Regions from separate parts of the Ovis aries genome. Here region 1 is linked to region 2. Evidence: chromatin contacts called from public Hi-C data. All regions are on one chromosome and are shown on one strand. Each heading gives the region's core, a stretch centred on a gene start, on an enhancer-like site or on the middle of the called end of the contact. The rest is flanking DNA. Distances are from core to core; before and after follow the strand shown.

Region 1 (6,225 bases), core at 2,096-4,595, 280 kb before region 2:
ATCTTTCCCAGCATCAGGGTCTTCTCTAATGAGTCGGCTCTTCGCATCAGGTAGCCGAAGTATTGGAGCATCAGTCCTTCAAGTGAATATTCAGGATTTCCTTTAGGATTGACTGGTTTGATCTTCTTGCAGTCCAAGGGACTCTCAGGTGTCTTCTCTAACACCACAGTTCAAAAGCATCAATTCTTTGACCTTCAGCCTTCTTTATGTTCCAAGTCTCATATCCTTACATGACTACTGGGAAAACCATAACTTTATATGTACCTTTGCTGGCAAAGTAACGTCTCTGCTTTTTATTATGCTGTCTAGGCTTGTCACAGATTTTCTTCTAAGAAGCAAGCATCTTTTAATTTTGTGGCTACAGTCTCCATCTGCTGTGACTTTCTAAACCAAGGATCTTGGTTTAGAAATGTACGTCTGAAGTCCACACCATGCTTCAGACTTTGCTGTTTTACAAACCAATCTCAGCTTCAAAGGGCACAGTTCTCTTTAATGCTTTTCCTCCACTTTGATAAAATATGAACAGGCCCACAACAAATGGTCAAGCAGCCGTGGAAGATGGCCCCTGGCCATGCCAGCTCTAGGCAGCAAACGTGCCTGACCTGGAATGCCACTGAGCTGAAGTCATGGCTCCGGCCAGAGGGTCTCCTTGGCAACGGATGCCTTAGATGCTGGGGCTGTCGCTGTTCCCAGGGGCTCCGTGAGGAGCATGGGCAGTCTGGGAAAGTAGCTGGTACTCCGGCAATGTCAGTTCAGAGCCTGGTGCCCCCAGGAGTAGCGTTCTCCACCCCCTACTCCACCCAAACTCTCGCAAATACCCTTTTGGAAAAGCCGGATGAAAACCTGAGTTGCCTATTAGGGGTAGTTCAGAAGACACCAGGCAGATTCCGTCTTCCAAAAACTTTGCCTTCCCACTCAACCAGTTTAACATTTCACTGTTAAACATCTTTTTTGTTTGTTATTTTTACTGAGCTATAACTGACATAAAATATTGTATCCCTGTTAGGGACTTCCTTGGAGACAGTGGCTAAGACGCTGGACTCCCAATGCAGCATACCCAGGTTTGATCCCTAATCAGGGAACTAGATCCCGCATACTTCGACTAAGACATTCTTCATGCCGCAACTAAGACCTGGGGCAAATAAATATTTTTAAATAACAAACATTGTACCCATGTTATTTGTGCAGCACGACAACTTGACATGTCCGTACACTGCAAACGCATGTGATCACCACGATGAATTTAGCTAACTTCGAGGATCAGAAAATTTTTGAGAGCTCCAGGGCTGAGATGCCAATGGCATTGGGGAATTAACACTTAGTTATCTTCAGTGTGTTAAGTGAAGACCAGCCAGAAAGAGTACAGGCAAAGCCCAGGGACGGGCTACAGGGGATGGGGGTCGGGGGACAGGACACAGACGAGAACAGCAGCTTGTGAAAGCCCAAGAAAAGGCCAAACACAGAATTATCCAATGCACAGACTTGCCAGAAGGAAAACAACTGCCCAGAACAAGCAGATCTGCTCTGTACCCACACATACATATGGAAAATGGAATCCACTATCATAGAGCTTGGCACTAAAGGGACCTTTCATCTGAACTTTACGCAGGAATTTGAGTAAGTCCTCCATCTGTTACCTGCCTCCATTTCCCTACAAGATCACGCTCTTGCTCCCTAATAACAGCAAAGATTTTGCCTTTAACTAACCTTGACAAGGGCTTCCCTGGAGGCTCAGCAATAGTCTACCTGTCAATGCAAGAAAGACAACAGACCCGGGTTTGATCCCTGGGCCAGGAAGATCTCTTGGAGGAGGGCATGGCAACCTGGGAGAATCCCCATGGACAGAGGAGCCTGGTGGGCTGCAGTCCATAGGGTCACAAAGAGTTGGACATGACTGAAGTGCCTGAGCAGACACGCATGCCACCTTGGCAAAAAAAAAAAAAAAAAAAAAAAAGAGTAAAATTCTGTATTTTTTATTCTTACTACTAAAACTGTGACCGAAATGGCTAAAAATTGTCTCTAGGCTATCAGATCTATGGGTACTTTTTATAGAAAGTTTGTCTTTTTTTTTTTCTCTTGCATCTGTAACCTGGTATCTTCTGTTTTTTCTTCATACGTACCTTTATGTCCTATTTCTCACCATAAAGATAAGAAAATCATGAAGACTTTCCTCAAAACCCTTCATGTCACATGCATCTGTTGGCCTAGAAACTGTAGTCAGAACAAAATTAATATTTGTGTCTTTTTTTCCAACACCCTCTCCAGAATTTGTTATTTGTAGACTTTTTAATGATGGCCATTCTGATGAGTATGAGGTGATATCCCATTGTAGTTTTCATTAGCATTTCTCTAATAATTAATGATGAGCATCTTTTCATGTGCCTACCAGCTACCTGTATGTCTTCTTTGAAGAGATGTCTGTTTAGATCTTCTGCCCATTTTTTGATTAGGTTGTTTTTTTGACACTGAACTGTATGAGTTGTTTGTGTATTTAGAAAATTAGGCCTTTATTGGTTTTGTCGTTTGAAAATATTTTCTCCCAGGCTGTGTTTTCAGTTTCTTTGTGGTTTCCCTTGCTGTGCAAAAGCTTTTAAATTTAATTAGGTCCCATTTATTTTTCCTTTATTTTCCATTACTCCAGGAGATGAGACAGATCCCAAAAATATTGCTGTAATTTATGTCAAAGAAAGGTCTGCCTGTTTTCCTCCTGGAGTTTTATGGTATGTTCATTCATTCTTGATATAAGCAATTATTTAGCATGAACCATGCCCCAGGCATGGGGGACACAAAAATAAATTCACATAATTCAGCCATGGCTATAGAGAGAAACACGAACGGCAGTCCAGTGCCCTTGGGTACAATCCTAAGAGGTACACAGATAAAAAGCCCCCAGCATTCTAAATGAAACATTCATATGGTAGCTTCCCCAAGTTCCCTTAAGTCCCTAGCATGGGGAACAGCACTGTCTCTCTGGTTGTCAAACACCTCGTCTGAGATCCGCCAGTGCCAGCTGTAAGCTGAGAGAGACCCAGGAACTCTTGGTCCAGGGACACTTAGTGGCTCTGAGCGACAACACAGTAGTAATGGAAACCTGGCTGCTAAGCTAGGCTCTGGGTAGAAAATAGTAGAATCAAGCTACTTCAGTCCTGGTATAAAGTGAGCATGCTCAAACCCCTGCCCTCCTTTCCTGATTTCTGAGTGGCAGGCATCACCAAGACAGTCTGCCCATGTTTGGCTGGTAGCAAATTCCTCAGTGTTTATTTGATGACAGTATCATTGAGAAGTCTGACTCCCGCCCTTCCCTGCCTGTCAGTGTTTACCATCTACAAATTGCTGGAAACAAAATGTTCTAGCGCAGAGGTGAGTGATGTCTGTAGGCGAGAGAGCAACCCTCAGGGGTGAAGCCGGCTTGATGGCTTCCCTGGCAGGGCAGATAAAATATGAAATACAAAACCAGTAGTGAGAGATTAGAGAGAGGAGGGGAAGGAGCTGGAAGGAGGGAAGAAAGGAAGGGTGAATGTGGTCAGGATATAATGTTGTTATTCACTTGCTCAGTCATGTCCAACTCTTTGTGACCCCATGAACTGCAGCATGCCAGGCTTCCCTGTGCTTCACTGTCCCCTGGAGTTTGCTCAAACTCATGTCCATTGAGTCAGTCATGTTATCTATCTATAGATACAGAGAATGTGCAGAAAACCAGCAAAAAGTTGCCCCAGCTCCTTTATGGATTCCCAAGCGCAAAATCACTCTTAATTCTATATGAGAAAGATAAAAAACGGAAAGAGTAATTACTTCCTCTCTGCTTTTGATTTTTTTTTTTTCCCACACCACAAGGCATGCAACAGCTTAATTCCCCTTCCACTGCAGGGTGTGAGGGTTCAGTCCTTGCCCCCTGCAGTGAAAGCACAGAGTCCTAAACACTGGACCACCAGGGAATTCCAGTTCCTTTGAACTTTTACTTTCACTCTTCCTTTGAAATTCTAAATCCTCTTTTTGTTGTTGCTGCTGTTGTTTTGGTTTGGTATTTAATTTTTACTCTTTCTTCCCTTTGGTACAGAGGGGTTGCCAGAGTGTCCTAGGCGGGTGAAAAAGAACACAGAGGTAGAAACCTGAGCCGGGCTATTATCTTTGTGCCCTTGGTGGTTGTATACTACAGTGTTCCGCTTTATCAGGGATGTATGAGAAAAGGAAGGAAGGAGATAAGACTTGGCTTTTTTGGTGGTTGTTGCAGTTTCTGTGTTCTTGCAGTAACTTCCTACTGCAAAAAGCGTGTGTGTGTGTGTGTGTGTGTGTGTACTGTTTCATTTATATATGTACAATATACAATACATACTACTAATTTAGTCACCAAGTCGTGTCTGACCCTTTGCAAGTCCATGGACTGTAGCCCACCAGACTCCTCTGTCCATGGGATTCTCCAGGCAAGAATACTAGAGTGGGTTACCGTTTCCTCCTCCAGGGGATCTTCCCAACCCAGGGATCAAACCCACATCTCCTGCATTGGCAGGTGGGTTCTTTATCACTGAGCCACCAGGGAAGCCCTTACCACTGACACTGGTATAGAGAATATAATACATTTAGAATATGATGACACTGGTTTAAAGCATAATATAGATCGTAATTCTGGACTTGAGTCTCTAGAGGGAGGCAGAGAAACAAGAAACACACACAGTGCTGTCAGACTTAATCAGGGGATGGATTTATTTCACAGGCCAGGCAAGATTAGAAGTCAGAAAGTTCAGTTCTGCCTTCCCCTTAATTTGAAACATGAACCCCACCTTTAGTCAGCACATGTGTGTGTGTTAATTGCTCAGTCATGTCCAACTCTTTGCAACCCCATTGACTGTAGCCCACCAGGCTCCTGTCTATGGAATTTTCCAGTCAAGAATACTGGAGTGGGTAGCCATTTCCTTGTCCAGGGGATCTTTCCGACCCAGGGACTGAAGTATAATCTATACATTTTTAAAGAATCAGTAACAAAAAAGCTGCATACCACAGGGCAATCAGAATTGCTGCATCTGTATCACGAAAGGGCTGTCAGGTCATCTGGTCGACCCCCTCAGCGGCTGCTGTGTAGTGGCAGGAGAGAACGTGTAGGACCCAGAGTTTGGGGCCAGCTCTCTCTAGTTACGCAACCCTCACTGAGTTATTTGTCTTCTTAGAAATCCAATTTTTCATCAAAAGGGTAAGAGACATTGTTTCTGCCTTGGTTTTTTCCTGTTAAAACTGATAAAAGGAAAACTTCATTCATAAAACAACAAAGAACTACCTGGATATAGATCCAATTATTACTATGACCCATGTGCTCCAGCCGTGAGTTGTCTACTTAATCCTGTTCTTAAAGGGCCCCAGTGAGAGTCCGCAGACCGTAAGTTCTATAATAGAAGGGAAGGAACTAGGGCTATTCCTCTTAGCATCTAACATGGCACCTGGTAAACAGTACATAATTTTAATTTCTTTTTTGAAAAAGTAAATACACTTATATGCAGGTAAACTATACAATTTAACATCTAGGTCTTTTCTTCTTCTTCTTCTTCTTCTTATGAAAGGGAGCACTATTAGTGACCACTCCAGGAAACAGAACTAAGGCAGGTCTGTCCTGGGCCAAGGGGACATGGGACACACGGTCACTCCACTTACCTGACACTTACTATGAGGTGGGCACTGCCCTGAACATAATACAGTATGAATTCCCTTAATTTCATAGTAATCCAGTTGAGGTTGGTACAATGATCAATCATATCCAGCAAATGCTTAATGAGTAGCTTCTACACACCCCAAGTCTTCTAGAGTCTGAGACTACGTCAAAAGACAACACCCACAAAAACAATGATGTGTCCTTTATGTGTGTTCAATCACTCCAGTCGTGTCTGACTCTTTGCAACCCTATGGACTATAGCCCTCAAGGCTCCTCTGCCCGTGGAATTTTCCCAGGCAAGAATACTGGAGTGGGTTGCTATTTCCTTCTCCAGGGGATCTTCCAGACCCAGGGATCGAACTCATGTCTCCTGTGGCTCCTGCATTGCAGCTGGATTCTTTTCCACTGAGCCACTGGGGAAGTCCCCTGCCCTTTGAGGGTGAGAGTAACCAATAAATGTAATCAATAAATATATTACATGCACACCAAGAGGGGACAGTGCTGTGGATAAAAGAAAGAGATTTGGGGAGTGTTGAATGAAGACATTTGGGCACAGAAATACCATACCCGTGGCTGCAATTCCGCCT
Region 2 (5,735 bases), core at 2,052-4,551:
ACATTTTTAAATATCAACAATTAAATAAATTCTTTTTTAGCCACATGAATCAGCAGTCAAACTACACAACGCCCACAGGCTCCACTAGGAAGTAAAGAGGAAACAAAAGCTTCTGAGTTGGGTGGTAATAGGCACACAACACCACATTTAAAAACAGTTCAAATGACAAATTTTATGTTATGTATATTTTACCACCATCAAAATTTTTTTAAAAACCAGGTAAAAGGGAGAGGAGCAGCAGCACTAGGCGAGGCAGTGTGTGCTAACAGGATGCTGGCCGTCCCCCTAGGGAAGGAGTGAACGCTGATGGAAACTTTCCCTATTTCAGGGCTACACGCTCACGAAGTGCAGAGGCGCTCTACCTCCAGCAGAGTCCTTTCAGCCAAGAGCCCAACTCCTAAGACTTCATCACCCAGCTGGTGAGGCTCCATGCCACCATACTTCCTCCAGCTCCAGTCTACCGGAAGCTAGCTGTTGACAACGGCACCCGATTCACCTTGCTCTGCAAGCTTCGAAAGTCACTGTGCAGCAAAATCTTATGTTCATTTAAAGTTCCCCGTTTCTGTCCTCAGAACCTTCAAAAGCATACCTTAAATATCACAAAGTGATGCCCCCTTACTAGCATCTGCTAGCTTTCTGTACCTCGGAGCTTACACATCAGATCTCATCACAGTAAAGGCAGAAGAGCTTTCTTCACTTTTCTCTCCACAGACCTTCAAATTCATAGAACTGGATGGACCACAGCAACAACACGCTCTACCCACCTGCACTTGTAAGACTTGCTTTAAGTAACTACTATAATGCAACAAGCACCAGTGAGACAAGAGACCACCCTCCACCCATATGGTCCCCATCCCATCCCATCCACCCAAGTGATCTCCTTGGCCCAGCAGCAGCCTGAACCCCATGCTAACTCCTTCCTTTCCTCCTTTTACATCACCTTACCGACACAGCTTGCTGCATGCATTCCTTAAAAGGCGCATGTATCTTCACTGTGGCTGCCTTGAGTACTTGTAACTATGTCACAGTTGATTCATGCATCCTCTCTGCGGCAAACGCTGAAAATAACAAGCGCACTAACAAGACTCTGTTAGGACCTGAACTTCACCTGCTTAATGCTCAGATGTCTTTCAGATGATACAACACATTTATTTCATGAAGTCTGGTGGCAGGTAATAAAAACGGAGCACTTTCTAACATCTGAATATATCTTAGGAAGCCAGGACCAAATGGAAATACAAACAGTTGATTTTCATAACCTCTTTAAAATACCGCCTCACTACTGACTTCGTTTTCATAGTAACATCAGCCTTTGATCAACACATCTTCCAGGTATGCTTTTTCTTTTACTTAAAAAGAAACACGGTAAACACAGCTCTTCTGGAAGAATGATGACTTTTCAAGATTCTACCCAAGCTAGAGAAGTATTTTTTTTAAAACACGTGCAACTAGCAAAAAAGAACAAGGAAGACGTCTTCTCAGCAGCACCCCATGTGCTCATCTTTTAAGTATATCTCTGAAGCCTTTGCTGACAACAAACCTCACATAAAACCAGCTACCCCCTGAACACACGTCTTGTTAGGCTCCACTGGGTGACATGTCTGTCTCTTACTATATCATAAACCCCTCAAGGCGTTAAGGGATGTTTCTGTCTTCATCTTTATATCTCCAACTGAGCACCTTGCGTGGGACATTGTTAAGCACTTTTTAAATATTTTCTAAATATATCAGTGAGTGGTCAGTCAGCACACAGCACATTTCTTAGTATATACCATTTGCTTTATTTCTTCTAAAAATAAATCACCTACAGTTTAAGTTACTAATGTAATATCCCATATCGCCTAAATATCCTCACTATAGTCAAAATGCCTGTGGCCCTTAACTCACAGAACTGTGGAAACTGAACTGCATCCTTTAAAAACTCCACCTGTTGAGGGGAGACACAGTCCGCACCTACCTGAGAATGTCCAGAATTTTGCCCTCCCCTAGAATATCCTATTTCCCACCCACTTGCCTGCCTCCCCGGTGGCTCAGAGGTTAAAGCGTCTGCCCCCAATGCGGGAGACCCGGGTTCGACCCCTGGGTTGGAAAGATCCCCTGGAGAAGGAAATGGTAACCCACTCCAGTATTCTTGCCTGGAGAATCCCATGGACGGAGAAGCCTGGCAGGCTACAGTCCACGGGGTCGCAAAGAGTCGGACACGACTGAGCGACTTCACCATACACTATTCTGCCTGCCCTTAGGAATAAGCACCTCCCAGGACCCTCCTCCATTGATTTCTCAGAGAACCGTCTTGATCTGACCTGACTACCCACGTTCACACTATCTACCTTTCCTGCAGTTTCCAGAATGCACTACGGTGCTTCCCTTCCGCTACCTTTACCCTTATTTCCTCTGCAAGGAAGCTTTCCCCCATCCTGCACATTTAACAAAACACCCCCAAGGCTCAGTTACACGCCTCACTCCTTAGGAAGCCTTTCCAGACCGACCGAGGCGTGGCTTTTTACACTTGTTTCTCTGGAAACTAAACTCACGGGAGCGTAGAGACAGAATCTTACTGATCTAACTATTTGCTGTTCCTAAACATGACCTGGGCAAAAGGAAACGCTCAAGCAAAACAAAAAACAAAAAACGCTTTGTGACTGGATATCGAAGCTAAAACACCGCTTTAAGAAAAGACAGGGTCCGAGGCAGTGCCAGAGCCTCGTCCAGGTAAAACCCTCGTCTCTGAGGGATGGCCACACCTGATTCGAAGCCAGGGGCGGAAACGGATTCCTTCCTCGGCGGCCCCGGCTACTGGGTTCAAGGGACCAACAGCTGTTCCCGGACAGACCGACAGCGAGAGGGAGGGGACAGGAGAGGGAAAGGTGCCCTCGGGTCCAGGAGACACAAGGCCAGAGCAAACAGACGAGGAAGAAAAAGGGGAGAGCAGGGGTGCGAGGGCCCTGCAAGCCGAGGCACATAAAGGACGTGGGGAGCAGGGAGAGAGAGAAGACGGGAGGCTTGCCAGCGGCCAGGGCAGCCAGCGGCGCGGGGCCGGTCAGGACCCCCGCCCCGCGCCCCTCGCGGTGCGGCCTAAAGCCGCGGCCTCGCCTGTCGCGACGCCCGCCCGAGGAGGCGCGCCGGCCCCGGCCCACGCCCGCCCACCGGCCCCAGAGACCACTTACCCGGCCCGCCCGGCCGACGATCCCGGGCCGCGGCGGCGCACCGAGGCCGACGCGCCGCCGACACCGCGGGCTGGGGGCTCGGCGTCAGCCCCCGACCGCAGCACCGCTCCGGCGCCAACCCCTACGCAGACTTCGCGGGACGCGCGGCGGCGCGGGGTCACGGCGCGTACGGCCGGAAGAGAGGCACCCGGCGCCTGCGTTGAGGGCGCCCCTGCTGCCGTGCGCCCCCTGCCGTCCGGAGGACCACGCCCGCAGAGCCGAGAGATTTCCTCTGCAGCCAAGAGGGGTCGCAATGGCAAAAGGTTGTGACGCTACAGACCCGGGAGCCTGGCATTGACCTCAGGCGGAGAGGAGGGCTACAAATTTGGGCTTCATGAGGAACACATGTACACCCGTGGCGGATTCATGTCAATATATGGCAAAACCAATACAATATTGTAAAGTAATTAGCCTCCAATTAAAATAAATAAATTTATATTAAAAAAAACTGTTCATCATCAGTGTGCACAAAGCTAAAGATAAATCATAGTAGGAGAGATGAATGGCCAAAGGGCTGTAAAAGACAAGACCAGGGGTGCTGAATTAACTGTGTGAGGTGAAAGTTGCTCAGTCGTGTCTGACCCTTTGAGACCTCATGGACTGTATAGCCCATGGAATTCTCCAGGCCAGAATACTGGAGTGGGTAGCCTTTCCCTTCTCCAGGGGATCTTCCCAACCCAGGGACCAAACCTGGGTCTCCTGCATTGTAGGCAGATTCTTTACCAGCTGAGCCACAAGGGAAGCCCAAGAATACTGGAGTGGGTAGCCTTTCCCTTCTCCAGGGTATCTTTCCAACCCAGGGATCAAACCCAGGTCCCTCACATTGCAGGCGGATTCTTTACCAGCTGAGTCACAAGGGAAGGGATAAGAAAATCATGGGTATGAAGTTAGAGTTACAGGATACATGTTATATACGTATACATACATGTATACATACACGGTACATGTTATAAAGCCTCATGATTTCAAAACGATAGGACAAAATTTGGGACGAAAGAGAAAATAGGATTCTGTGTCAATGCGATTTTCTCGTCTATATTTGAAATCATATACAAACCCTAGGTCCCTGTCCTTTGAAGTAAAATGATTTTGCTTAATCTCCCGGGCCTCCCCAAGTCTCAAACGGCTGACTCAAGAGTTAATGACTGGGAAATGTGAAGATATAAAATAGCTATTGAGCCAGGAAACTGGTAACAATTTATACTATAAACCCACCACAGAGCAGAATCACTCACTTCCCAGGGCCCTGAACGATAAAGGTCTGACACACGTCCCTAGGTTGTTTTTACAGGAAGCAGCCTCTGCCAGATGAGAACTGCTGACTGCAAGCATGTAGACACTAAACTGGCTGAAACCAGAAGGTTGAAGAGGCTTGAAACTTCACCTTGATGCCAACCAGTCTGAGAACTGTTCAGGAGATGATTAGGCCGCCTGCAGCCCCTTCCCTAACCCTGCCTTTAAAACCTCTTCCTCAAAGCTATCAGATTCAGGTCCTCTGAGTATGAGCTGCCACTTCTCCTTGCTAGATGCCTGCAATAAATGCTGGACTTCTCTTTGTCACAACCCCATGTCAATAGATTGGTTTTACTGCTTGTGGGCAAGTGGACCCAACTTTGGTTCAATAACATATTTTGGGGTAAAAACATTCTAGTTTGATAAATCAAATAGTCGACATTTAAATATGCACCTTAGTACAAAGGGACATATGAAGAAAGAATATAATTAAAAACTGGTGGTTAAGAAAAGAGAGGAGAAGGGACAAAAGAAGGAAATAGTGTAGGGAGTCGGTAGTCAACCTAAAGAAATAGGTGGTTAAGGATATCAGATGGCATTCTGATTATCATTAATCAGAACTAAAATACAAACCTTTCAAATTCTCAAGACACATGCACACAACAGCAGCAAGTCACATAAAATCACTCAGTGAAATATTTGAAAAAACTAAAAAACAGAAACCATAACAAAACAATAAGTCAGAACTAAGACCACACATCTATGTGAATCAACATAAACTAAAAAAGAAAAATGGAAGAAAGCACAAAAATACAAAGCATGGGCTAAGGGGAATAAACTCCAGATACAAAGGAAAGTAAAATTAGCTTAAGAGATGACTTTGTTCAGATTTATAATATTTATTTATTATTTAATTTATATATATCAGAGCTGTATATTATCACCCTACTTATTTAATCATATGCAGAGCACATCATGTGAAATGCAAGGCTGGATGAATCACAATCTGGTATCAAGATTGCTGGGAGTAATATCAACAACCTCAGATACTCAGACGATATCACTTTACTGGCAGAAAGTGAAAAGGAACTAAAGGGACTCTTGATGAAGGGGAAAGAGGAGAGTGAAAAAGCTGGCTTAAGACTCAATATTCAGAAAACAGTAGGACCAGATGATGGCATCCAGTCCTGCCACTTCATGGCAAATAGCTGGGGAAATGTGGAAACAGTGTCAGATTTCATTTGGGGGGGTGCTCCAAAATCAATGTGGACAGTGACTGCAGCCACAAAATTAAAA

What was found. A called contact is a pair of places that touch in the nucleus more often than the background predicts.
Region 1: a contact with region 2 is called in a Hi-C map of tail adipose tissue, with 7 times the contacts expected there. The contact joins the enhancer-like site here to the promoter of RBM17 in region 2. A contact is called at or near these places in 8 of 16 Hi-C or Micro-C datasets (blood, hypothalamus, liver and 3 more).

What each region holds. Positions count from the first base shown.
Region 1 is chr13:11,155,186-11,161,410 of ARS-UI_Ramb_v3.0, reverse strand. No RefSeq gene overlaps it. Among named protein-coding and RNA genes, the nearest start is that of TRNAF-GAA, 120 kb to the left of the region's middle. Within about 2 kb of position 3,345, at least 3 of the 54 cell types and tissues checked have an H3K27ac peak or open chromatin away from gene starts, as enhancers often do. A contact at or near this core is called in tail adipose tissue, where this site is marked.
Region 2 is chr13:10,875,887-10,881,621 of ARS-UI_Ramb_v3.0, reverse strand. RBM17 (RNA binding motif protein 17) reads right to left here and starts at 3,301. Exons shown (of 12, transcript XM_027976505.2): 1 at 3,168-3,301.